3 separate regions of the Mus musculus genome follow, and all the other regions are linked to region 1. The links are chromatin contacts, called in public Hi-C and HiCAR-type maps. All regions are on one chromosome and are shown on one strand. Each heading gives the region's core, a stretch centred on a gene start, on an enhancer-like site or on the middle of the called end of the contact. The rest is flanking DNA. Distances are from core to core; before and after follow the strand shown.

Region 1 (3,196 bases), core at 427-2,926:
TCTAGAATAGTCTCCAAATAGACAAGGAAAAGTGAGGGTGCAGATCCTGCTATTTCAGCAAGCACACCTGAAAGTGTCACCACAAGTCTCTCAGTAGTCATGACTGTGTAATGGAAAACACAGGACTAACAGGCACTGGAGGACTTTGCTCACACACAGTGTGGCTAACTCTCCAGTGTGATTCTGAGTTGCTGCCTCAATGTGTTACCCTTAAAACACTGGCATTAGTCAGAAGAGCGGGGCTTATAAATCTCTTTGCCAACAAGCAGAGATGATTCGCATTCTAGCTAAAAGCATACAAGGATGTGCTGTGCTACCGAGAATGTAAAGAGTTCTCTGAGCAGAAGTTTCAGTACATCTCATCCTCATTCCTAAAGATAGACCAACCATGTCTTCAAGACACGATGGACTGTTTCCATGGGGAGAGTAAGAAAATTTGATCAAAAGAGTTAGACATCCTCTCTCCTCCCTCTACCTTCCCCCAAAGTAATTTCGAATAGATAGGGAATTTTCTTTGGTCACAGCATCCTTGCACAAAATAAAAAGGCTCTGGGGCTTTTAAAATGTTAAATGGGTTTACTGAACTGAAATGATTACTCTCATGTTGCTCAGTGCTGTCTCTCCAACCTTGATTCTAATTTCTTCAGCCTAATAGGATTTCCTCTGGGAATAGAATTTACACGTCCCTCCATAGGAAAGCCAGCTCCTTTTGCCCATCCTTAGTCTCTGAGTGGTAATGGCCTAGCACATGGTCACTCTGACTCATACAGTCCTGTTCAGGCCAATGCTGGTCTTGCCACATTTGTAAGGTTAGATTCTTTCTCTTTCTCACTGCGGAACAGGTGGACCCAGACATTTCTCTGGAGCCACATGAGCGATTTCTCTCTGGAGAGACACATCTCTTTAGTCTGCCAAGGAATGAAGATCCAAACAATCACATAGATCACTTCAAGTGGTGCCAAATACATTCCACCAAATGCTACTGGCAGTAATTACAGCATGTCATTGGGAGACGTGGTTCCTTCCAGTCCCAGACTTTCATCTTTTCCTGAGTGCCGTGAAACCCAGAAAGGAACTGCATCAATGAAGGTCTTCACAACCTGTGGCAGTGCCCCTTGACCCGTGAAATGCCTGGGACCAGGGATTAATATAGAAGAGAATATACTGTCCTTCCTGCTCACCACGTGTATCAATCAGCTCCTTAAAACATCAGGCAAAGTGATAAATAAAGACCTCCATTTTGTATAAATAAGTCGGAGGACTCTTTGCTGAGAAAGGGCACACTCTTTTGTGGCTTAGGGAAAGGAACACTCTTTGGGAAGAATGGAAAGTGTTGAGAGCCAAAGATGAATTTGCTCTTCAGGAGGTAACAACATGCCAAAGTCTACCAGGATTTTTAGATTCGACCGCAAGACTGCCTTTCATGCAAACTGGACTAGGAACTCTCACCAAGGGACAGAGAAAGACGAGGGACAAAGCAGCTCGGAAAACGAAGTTTTTAAATTTTATTTTTGTATGTTTGTTTGTTTGTTTGTTTTAAGGATGAAGGACTAATAACAAGAAGAGGTGGGAAGCTGCAAAATGGCAAAGAAAGGCAGAGCCACCTAGGAGGGGTGAGACGGGAGGAGGGAGTCTGGAGGGAGGGGAAAGAGCAGAGAGCAGAGCACGGACGTCAGGAACAAAAGCCCCGGCAGTGGAGTCTGGCAAGGCAAGGAGGGAGCATGGGGTGTTTTTGAATAATTATTAAAATGAGCATGTGTCTGCGCCATCCTGTGGGTGTGGCGCAGAGCGGAGTGTAAACTCTAGCGGGGCCGAAGCAAACATTGGCTTAACGGCAGCAGCTGCCAGCCTGTGCCTAGGAGTGTGGCGACTAGCGCGGCGGCAAGCAGACCGGCACCATGGCCTCATCTCAGGGGAAAAACGAGCTGAAATTCGCCGACTGGATGGCAACTCTGCCTGAGAGCATCCACAGCATCCCCCTCACCAATTTAGCCATCCCAGGTAGGTGCCCACTGCCCCTGCCTCGCCCTGCTTCATTTTACACCCAGTGCTAACTTCGCCTGTGTCTGCGGGAAGGATGCTCATCCAGGGGGTGGGTCCCCGGGTTTTCCAAATCTTGGAAGACCCTGGCACGGGGTGTCAAGGTGACTGCTTCCCCTGGGCTTCAGAAGCAGACTGTGTCCGGAGGGCTGGGGCAGAGGAGAAGGTGGTTCCAGGATCGCTCCCTGAGACCTTTTTCTACGGTTTTCCTTGAAGATTCTGGCGGGGGCTGGGGAGTAGGCAGGTCAGGTTCCTTAGTCTGTGGCTCCGTGGTGCGCTCGCTATGGGAGGGAGCTGGCTATCTTAAGAGTTCGGCTCCAGAACGTCACTGAGACCATCGCTGGCATGGACTTGGGAGAATTTGATAGCTTTGCTGTTAGAATCTACTGGAATCATTAATATTCGTCCCCAGTCTCCTTTAAAGAGACAAAGCGCTTTCTGAAGAGTGATGAAAGTTCGGGATCTGTGGTGGCAGCAGGATCACTGTCCTTGACAAAGAGCTGAATGGGGCAAGAAGCTGAAAGCAAGCCTTTCCTCATTGGCTTGGATGGGGAGCGAGTCAGTCTGGTCAAAGAGCTGCTTAAGGCAGAGCTCCTTGGGTCGAGAAAGCAGACCCTTGCACATTTGCGGCTCTAGACAGAAGCCAGGCAGTGAGACCGTGTGAGGCACAGTTTAGAGATGGGAATGATGAACAGATGGCCCTGGAAAAGGTGACCTAGCAGGTAGTCCGGAGGAAAGCAAGCAGGGTTTAGAAGGGTAGCATCAAGATGTGTTTGTATGGTGTGCATGGCTTGGACCAGAGCACTGGCCAGGTTTCCAGGTCAGAGCACACAGTAGTCCCTAACTCAGGTATCTAAGAGAGAAGATTGTTTCTGGGCAGTTTGTGAGTGCAGCAGCTGGAGAAATGCTTACATTTCTCTAGCAATTTGGCTGAAAGTGTGCACACCCATTCTTACCAGACTAGGCTGGAGGGCAAATTACTCGTAGATAATCAACCCCTGCCCGGAGTGTAGCTGAGTTTTTTAAGTTCAACCTTCTGGTCTACTTCCTCTGATCTGCTCTATCTACGCCTGCCCCTGCCCACCAACCCCTTCACCCCACCCCAGGGGAGAAAACATGATGGAGTTTAGAGGAAAAGAGTCGAAGTGAGACTTAA
Region 2 (3,196 bases), core at 482-2,981, 320 kb before region 1:
TGATTCCAGCTTTAATTCAAATGTGTGTGTGTGTGTGTGTGTATGTGCGCGCACACATGTGTGTATTAGTATTTAGTCTCACTTTTTCATTGCCAAATTAGGTTAAAAACAAATCAACCCCGGGAATCTAATGAAAATGGAGCTTAGGAGCATATGATAAAAGTGCCCTCTAAAATTGGGTTGATATTCTGATAGCTTGTTAGAAAATGTAACCTTAACATACCCCAAGAGACTGGAAGGATAGAATCTTTTCTAACTTTTCATATGTGTCTAGAGCCTGGTGCATGAATTTAGTACCTCTCTGACCACTTTCTGTGTGTATCCGTTTGTCTCCTTTGTCTCTTTTCTCTCCATCCCTGCCTCCCTCGATCTCTATTCTGCCTATCGTCTGCTCACATAGCTTAGAGTTCGTTCGCTATGGTCAGAAGCTAGTGAAATACATATGAATGTGATGTGTTCTGAGTTACATCTTGTGAAGATAACTCTCACTATTGAGCGGTGAGTTTTATGGTGGCCCAAGTTGGGAGGCTGTGCATTGATCCTGGTGGGGAATGAACAGGAGCTGGGATAAGGTGGTGAGATAGAGTTTATGCTAAGTGATCAGAATTAGGTCGGATGTTGATGGTAGAGCCACATGTGACACAGAGGACAGAAAATGATTGCTGCTTATTGAGATGGCAATGCATGGGGTAAGAAGATCTCAGTCTGTTTGGGAAGAGGTTTACTTAAGTTCCGGAGACTCAAGAGGAAGTGACTCTGGTCAGAAAGTTTATAGAACAGGAGGCAGGGCATGCATGTAGGCATTCAGACCCTTGGGGCTAGACAGTGTCCTGGACACCTGTGTGAATGGAGAGTCCCTCCTTACCAGTTAATGGCCACACAGAAGAAGAAAGGCTGCAGTAGAAGATGGGAAGGGAGGTTCAAAGGAAAGCAGGGAGCTTGGTGATTTGAGAAATAAAAAGAGGGAGCAGTTGGGTTAAAGGAAGAAGGATGACTAGAACTGAGCAGGGGTGTGCAGACACAGAGGTCACTGGCAAAATCTAACTGGAGTGGACTCAAGAAGAACCTAAAGATGAGCCCGAGGCCAAATGCACTGCTTTAAGTGAGCAAGGCAGTAAGCTTGATGAAGCTAGTAGCTTCCGTCTTTGAAAGGTAGAACAGGCAACGCTAGGTAACGTGTTTAGAAAAGACTTGTGTTTTCTATGTCTCAACCTTCATCCCTGGTGGTTTGTTTGTTTGTTTGTTTGTTTGCTTCCTTGTGTGAAAGCTTTGTTATGGAGGTATTGAAACTCTGTAGGCCCAGGCTTCTCTGAATCTCCCAGCAGTCCTCTTGCCTCTGTATCCCAAGGGCTTGGATGATAATCACTCGCCCCATCGTTGATGTTCACAGTGATGATTTATGAAGGACATAAACCTTTAAAATAATTGTGTGTGTCGATGTGCAGTTAGTGTCATGTAACTGCATAGGAGTGAAGTCTTCACTGGTGGTTTTCATAGCTCATGTTTTCTAGCTAGAAACTGAGATATCTTTGGAGAAACTTTCCTTTACGAAATAGTCTGTTTGAAGCTCTAGAAGGAAGGCTGGAACCTCAGTGATGGAGTATATGAGACCCCACGTTCATATATCATCACCTACCCCCACCCCAAACAAAGCTAAGCAGACCCCAACGCTGTGTTGGACGCTTCTAAAAAACACATCCCGTCTGTTTTCCACTAGAGGGCACAGGAGGAATGTGACTGGAGTTCTGCCTTCACGGGGCTGCATTTATGCAAGACAGATCCAGCCCTCCCTGGTGCTGTTTCAGTTCTCTCTTTAATTCCCAGAGGCAAATCTCCAAGGGAAAAGACAGGAAGGACATAATGGGAAAGAAGAGTTTGGTTTTTATAGTCTCTCCCAAAAGGCAGTAAATGTTAAAAACAAAACAAAACAAAAAAAACAAGTCAATAGCATTGTGTTATATTAATAATGTGCAATTTGTTAAAACCAGCATTTATAGTAGCATGGAAATCAAGAATTTCCTATGAGCAAATGCAAAGCTCATATAGGATTTTATGTGAAGAGAATCTATCCAAGGAAGTAAATGAAGATGCTCCTACACGGAGGCCTGCATTGTGTACACAGTAGGGAGGCATGCAGTGTTGCTTTTTAGTTAGGTTACTTTTCTGTTATCATTGATTCTCTCAACACAAATTATAGATCACGGTTAAAGAGAAACAAGAGGTAAGCCATTTCTTGTAACATACACGTTTTAATTTGGAGGGGGGTAGAAGAAAAGAGGGACTATTTTCCATTGTCTCAAAGGTAACCAAGGCACACAGTCAAATGAATATTAACACCCTGTACCACTTGTGGAGGTTTGAGTTTCTCAAATGTACCAGACTTGCCCTTACTGTGGAACCCGTGAGCACATTCTCTTCCTGAAGCCTCGCTGGACTATTCTGAGGAAGCCTTCTGCTACCGAAGAAGTCTCTTGAGATCCCTCTCCCTGAAAAAGCCACTGTCGCTAGGCGTCCGCTCCTCGCGTGTGCCTCTTAGGAGCCCAGGCATCTGCATCCTGCACAAATACCTGACAGCGTTCATTTGTCTCTTGCAGGTGAGGGAGTTTAACGGTCAGCACTTCATTTTGGAGGAAGCCATCACGGGAGATTTTGCTCTGGTGAAAGCATGGAAAGCAGACCGGGCAGGCAATGTGATTTTCAGGTACTGTACTAGTTAAACAAAACAGGATAGAACACAGCAAAACCTACCACTGTAGGCAGTCCACTCTGCTCCTTGTGAGATGCTGCCTGACCGTTTTAAAATGGCTTACAGTCTTGTGTATGTGCACGTGTCCAGAAGAACCTCGAGTGCCTGCTGGTGGTCCTGCTGATGTGCTAAACTTACTGGCTTGCTACATAACTGGATCTAGGGCTGGGATGTAGCTGTATTGGTAGAGTGCTTGCCTAGCACACCCCAAGCCTTGGGTTTGATTGCCCACACTGGGTATGGTATTACATTCCCAGCGGTAGGGGGTGGTGGTGGAATTAGGCAGATCAGAAGTTCCAAGTCATCCTCACTGTATAATGGGTTTGAGGCCAGCCTGGACTACATGAGACCCCGTTTAAGAAGAAATGGGTTGATGTACTCTTGTACACAGCTACATACAACCATTTTCTCCCATCTGTGTTTTAGTTGCCAAGAGTATTTTCTTTGCAA
Region 3 (3,196 bases), core at 234-2,733, 300 kb before region 1:
TTTCTCATGGCTCAAAGTCTAAAGACATTGGAATGAGGATGCAATAGAATTTATGTGGAGAATCTTCCTGCCTGAAGCCAAGGAATCTTGGGAAAGTGAAGTCAACAGTGTCTTGGATAAATTTAGTTAGTTCCTCTCTGGAAACATCTTTATTTTCTTTTCATAAAATTAAGACTTTTTTCTATATTTTTCAGCCGATAAAACATTAAATGTGTTTTTGCAGTGTCTCCAAATATTTCCCCAAAGAAGGATACATTGTTACAGTAAAGTTTATATTAACAAATCTATTTCTTCATTTCATAGTTTTTCATCTTCACTATTTTTCCTGGTGCTTTATTAGAAATCTTTCTTTGATCACCCCCCCCCCACCCTACTGCTACGGTGTGTATGTCTGTGTGTATTTAAAAAAAAAAAGTTCTGGCAAATATGTGTTGCCACATTCTTACCTATAAAAGTAAAACCCACAGTGACATGTAAAAGTATAATTTTGAGGTCTTCTTGACAACATGAATATAATATTTTAAACATGTTTTTGATAATTTGGTAGGTAAAAATACTGTCTTTTAGTTTTAACTTTGTGCCTTGGATGACAAGGGAAGGTGATTATTAATCACGTGCTTGCTCGCTCGTTTTCTTTGTGAATTTCCGTGTGTAGTACTATCTGGCTTGCATCTACTATCTAGTGCAGCAACCTCAGTACTCCTTCCCATCCTCCGGTTCTTCCTCTTTGCTCCTTTTCTCGGTGATGTTCCCTGAACTTTCCTGGGAAAGAGGTCGTCGATATCAATGTCCTGTCTACTGCTGAGCCCTCACCGTTGCCTATCCTCAGTGCGTTGTTAGGTTAAGGGTCTCTGCATTAACTGCTGCCCACTGGAAAAAGCCTCTCTCACCAACATTGAGAGCAGCACAATATATGCATATAGACATAAAGATTTAGAAGGAACTTTGGCAACAGGACCATTTGGCAAAACGATTAAGTTCCTCCCGTAGCTAGTGACCTCCCAAGCCATGGGTTCTAGAGGAGATTTATTCAGGACGATGAATTCCCTCCTGTAGAGCATGGCTCAGTAAGAAATCATCCCACTCCACCTGCAATAGTCCCTCTACTGTTGCCCCTTGGCAGGTCAGTATGTTGGGACTCCGGATCCAGCCCAGGTAAGACCATTAATGTCTTCTCTTTCCTGCTAGCCCCCATATTACTTTTACAGCACTATGGAAGCTCTTTAGCTGGAGCCAAATCTTCTCGAGTCTCCCATTTTGATGAAGAATTGTTTCAGAGGGAGAGTGATAAGGTTTAGGAGTGCGGTTGGTACTCATGTCCATGACACTTGGAGTTTGAACCTAGCATCCTGGAGAATCTTCCTGTCTGTCTGCTTGACTTCCCCCAAAAGGATGTGGCTGTCTGCAACTAGACAGTAGACTGGAGTAGGAAGGGCATCGTGAACCTAAAGCACCTCCCAGTGACTGAAGTGAATGTGGAGGAAGGTCACCATGACCAGCAGCTGTTCCTACAGAGCCTGTTCCCTGAATAAAATGCCAGTCAAATGCTCAGTCGGTTGTTTTCCTATTTTGAGTCAGCTCTTGAAAACTCATGGTTACAATTTCTTATACAATCATCTGGTTGCAAATGAGAATGTGGATTCTGCTCACACAAAGAAAAGATGGGCCAGAGGGTATTATTTTTAATATGGCACGATGATTTTTGTAATCCGTACTTATTCTGTCTTCTGAAATGGTTATTAAATAAGTACAGTGTGACTGACATATACCAAGGAGGCTCTTATAAAACCATCTTGCTGCAAAAGGGATAAAAATCCCATTTCCTCTTATACTTAGCTAACAACTTCTGGCCTACTTATCAATTCAGCCAATGTTTGTGTTAAGAATTTAGCTGGGGGTTTTAAAAATCACTCTCACTAAAAATAATACTGGCTTTCCTCACTCCTTTTAGAGACCTTGTCAAAAATGTTATTTTTTTTCACTTCAAATATAGGTCAACTCTACAACTGAAGTGATAATTAGGGCTTATGCAAGATTGTTTAGTATTTTAAATTAACTTTTTTTTAAAGAAGGAGTTAATCTCCAGGGTGTCTTGTTATTGTTTACGAATATCTCTGAATGAAGAAAGCATTTCAGAGTCATAGCTTTCATAAATGATTTTAGCATGAAATATATGAGAAGAAAGTCAGTAAGCATTTCTCATTGATCTTTTTCAGTGCTAGTGGTTATCTCTTGTAAACTCATTTGCATCATTCTGGTAGGCTGAGTATGCTGCACATAGCAGCCTGCTAAAATTAGAACACATTCAGATTCACTGGCGGGGGGGGGGGGGGGGCGCGTGTGTGTTACTAGTCCTCGAGAAGAGTCCAGGTGCATAGTCAAAAACTGATAAGAGTAAGAGAAGGTAATTGCCATGATTTTAAACTTTTTTTCTTGGAGAAAAGCCACAGTAATGAACAGAAACTGCTCCTGTGACATTAGCTAAGGTGAACTTGTGTATTTTCTCAAGGATGAAGAAAATCACATTTTGTTGTTGTTGTTCAGTTGTCACTTCTGATACTCTTCCAAAATTAGGTTCATTATTGTACTTAATTAAATATTCCAAACCTTTTTATCTGACCCCCTCTAACCACTATGCATCCCCTAAATCTTTCCCAAGTAGCATCTTTCCACATTTCACAAACAGCTTCCAACCTTTTAGTGACCCATGCCTTTGTCCTGACAGCCCTGCTGCCTTGGATGTCCTCTCTGTTCTCTTCATGGTCTTTTCTGTTCTCTGTGTGTGACTCTCTCCTTCATAGCACTCTTTGCTGTAGTATACCATGATTATCTGTCTGTGTTTCTTCTCCATGAACGTTGTGAGTACCTCCTATGACCTCGTCATAACTTATCTTTGCATGGCTAGCATGCGGCATGATGTGCGGCACATAGTAGGTGCTCATTAAGTGATGTTCGAGGCTCTGAGCCAGACATTTTACAATATAAGCACCACTTCCCAAACTGGGAAAGGCTCTGCCCATTCTGCTTGATTGACATCATTATCATGCCTCAGCGTAAGAAAATAAAAATGTGTTTTTTCTCCCTGCTTCTTTCTGGCGGCTTTATATTTGAGGCCCTCGTCAGGTCCTGTGCTGTGCTGTGCACTCCCAGATGTTCTGTAATTCCCTTCCTTATTATGGTGACCAGCTTCTTCTGA

Evidence for each region. A called contact is a pair of places that touch in the nucleus more often than the background predicts. HiCAR-type assays count read pairs that join an accessible place to other places.
Region 2: a Hi-C map of cortical neurons shows a contact between it and region 1, with 3 times the contacts expected there. The contact joins the enhancer-like site here to the promoter of Plcxd3 in region 1. A contact is called at or near these places in 2 of 39 promoter capture datasets (embryonic stem cells and hippocampal neurons), 16 of 484 Hi-C or Micro-C datasets (the HL-1 cell line, the N1E-115 cell line, cerebellar granule neurons and 9 more), 4 of 115 datasets of contacts at active chromatin or transcription factors (embryonic basal ganglia, embryonic midbrain, forebrain and 1 more) and 1 of 9 other capture datasets (embryonic stem cells).
Region 3: a contact with region 1 is called in a HiCAR-type map of PVALB interneurons, with 5 times the contacts expected there. The contact joins the enhancer-like site here to the promoter of Plcxd3 in region 1. A contact is called at or near these places in 11 of 484 Hi-C or Micro-C datasets (the N1E-115 cell line, cerebellar granule neurons, cerebral cortex and 6 more), 3 of 115 datasets of contacts at active chromatin or transcription factors (PVALB interneurons, forebrain and neural progenitor cells) and 1 of 9 other capture datasets (embryonic stem cells).

What each region holds. Positions count from the first base shown.
Region 1 is chr15:4,373,815-4,377,010 of GRCm38.p6, forward strand. Plcxd3 (phosphatidylinositol-specific phospholipase C, X domain containing 3) reads left to right here and starts at 1,677. Exons shown (of 3, transcript NM_177355.3): 1 at 1,677-2,001. The coding sequence starts at 1,899.
Region 2 is chr15:4,055,075-4,058,270 of GRCm38.p6, forward strand. Oxct1 (3-oxoacid CoA transferase 1) reads left to right here. Exons shown (of 17, transcript NM_024188.6): 6 at 2,595-2,701. Among named protein-coding and RNA genes, the nearest start is that of BC037032, 29 kb to the left of the region's middle. Within about 2 kb of position 1,732, at least 12 of the 459 cell types and tissues checked have an H3K27ac peak or open chromatin away from gene starts, as enhancers often do. A contact at or near this core is called in cortical neurons and olfactory sensory neurons, where this site is marked.
Region 3 is chr15:4,076,683-4,079,878 of GRCm38.p6, forward strand. The region is part of intron 7 of Oxct1 (3-oxoacid CoA transferase 1); the gene reads left to right. Among named protein-coding and RNA genes, the nearest start is that of BC037032, 51 kb to the left of the region's middle. Within about 2 kb of position 1,484, at least 12 of the 459 cell types and tissues checked have an H3K27ac peak or open chromatin away from gene starts, as enhancers often do. A contact at or near this core is called in PVALB interneurons, where this site is marked.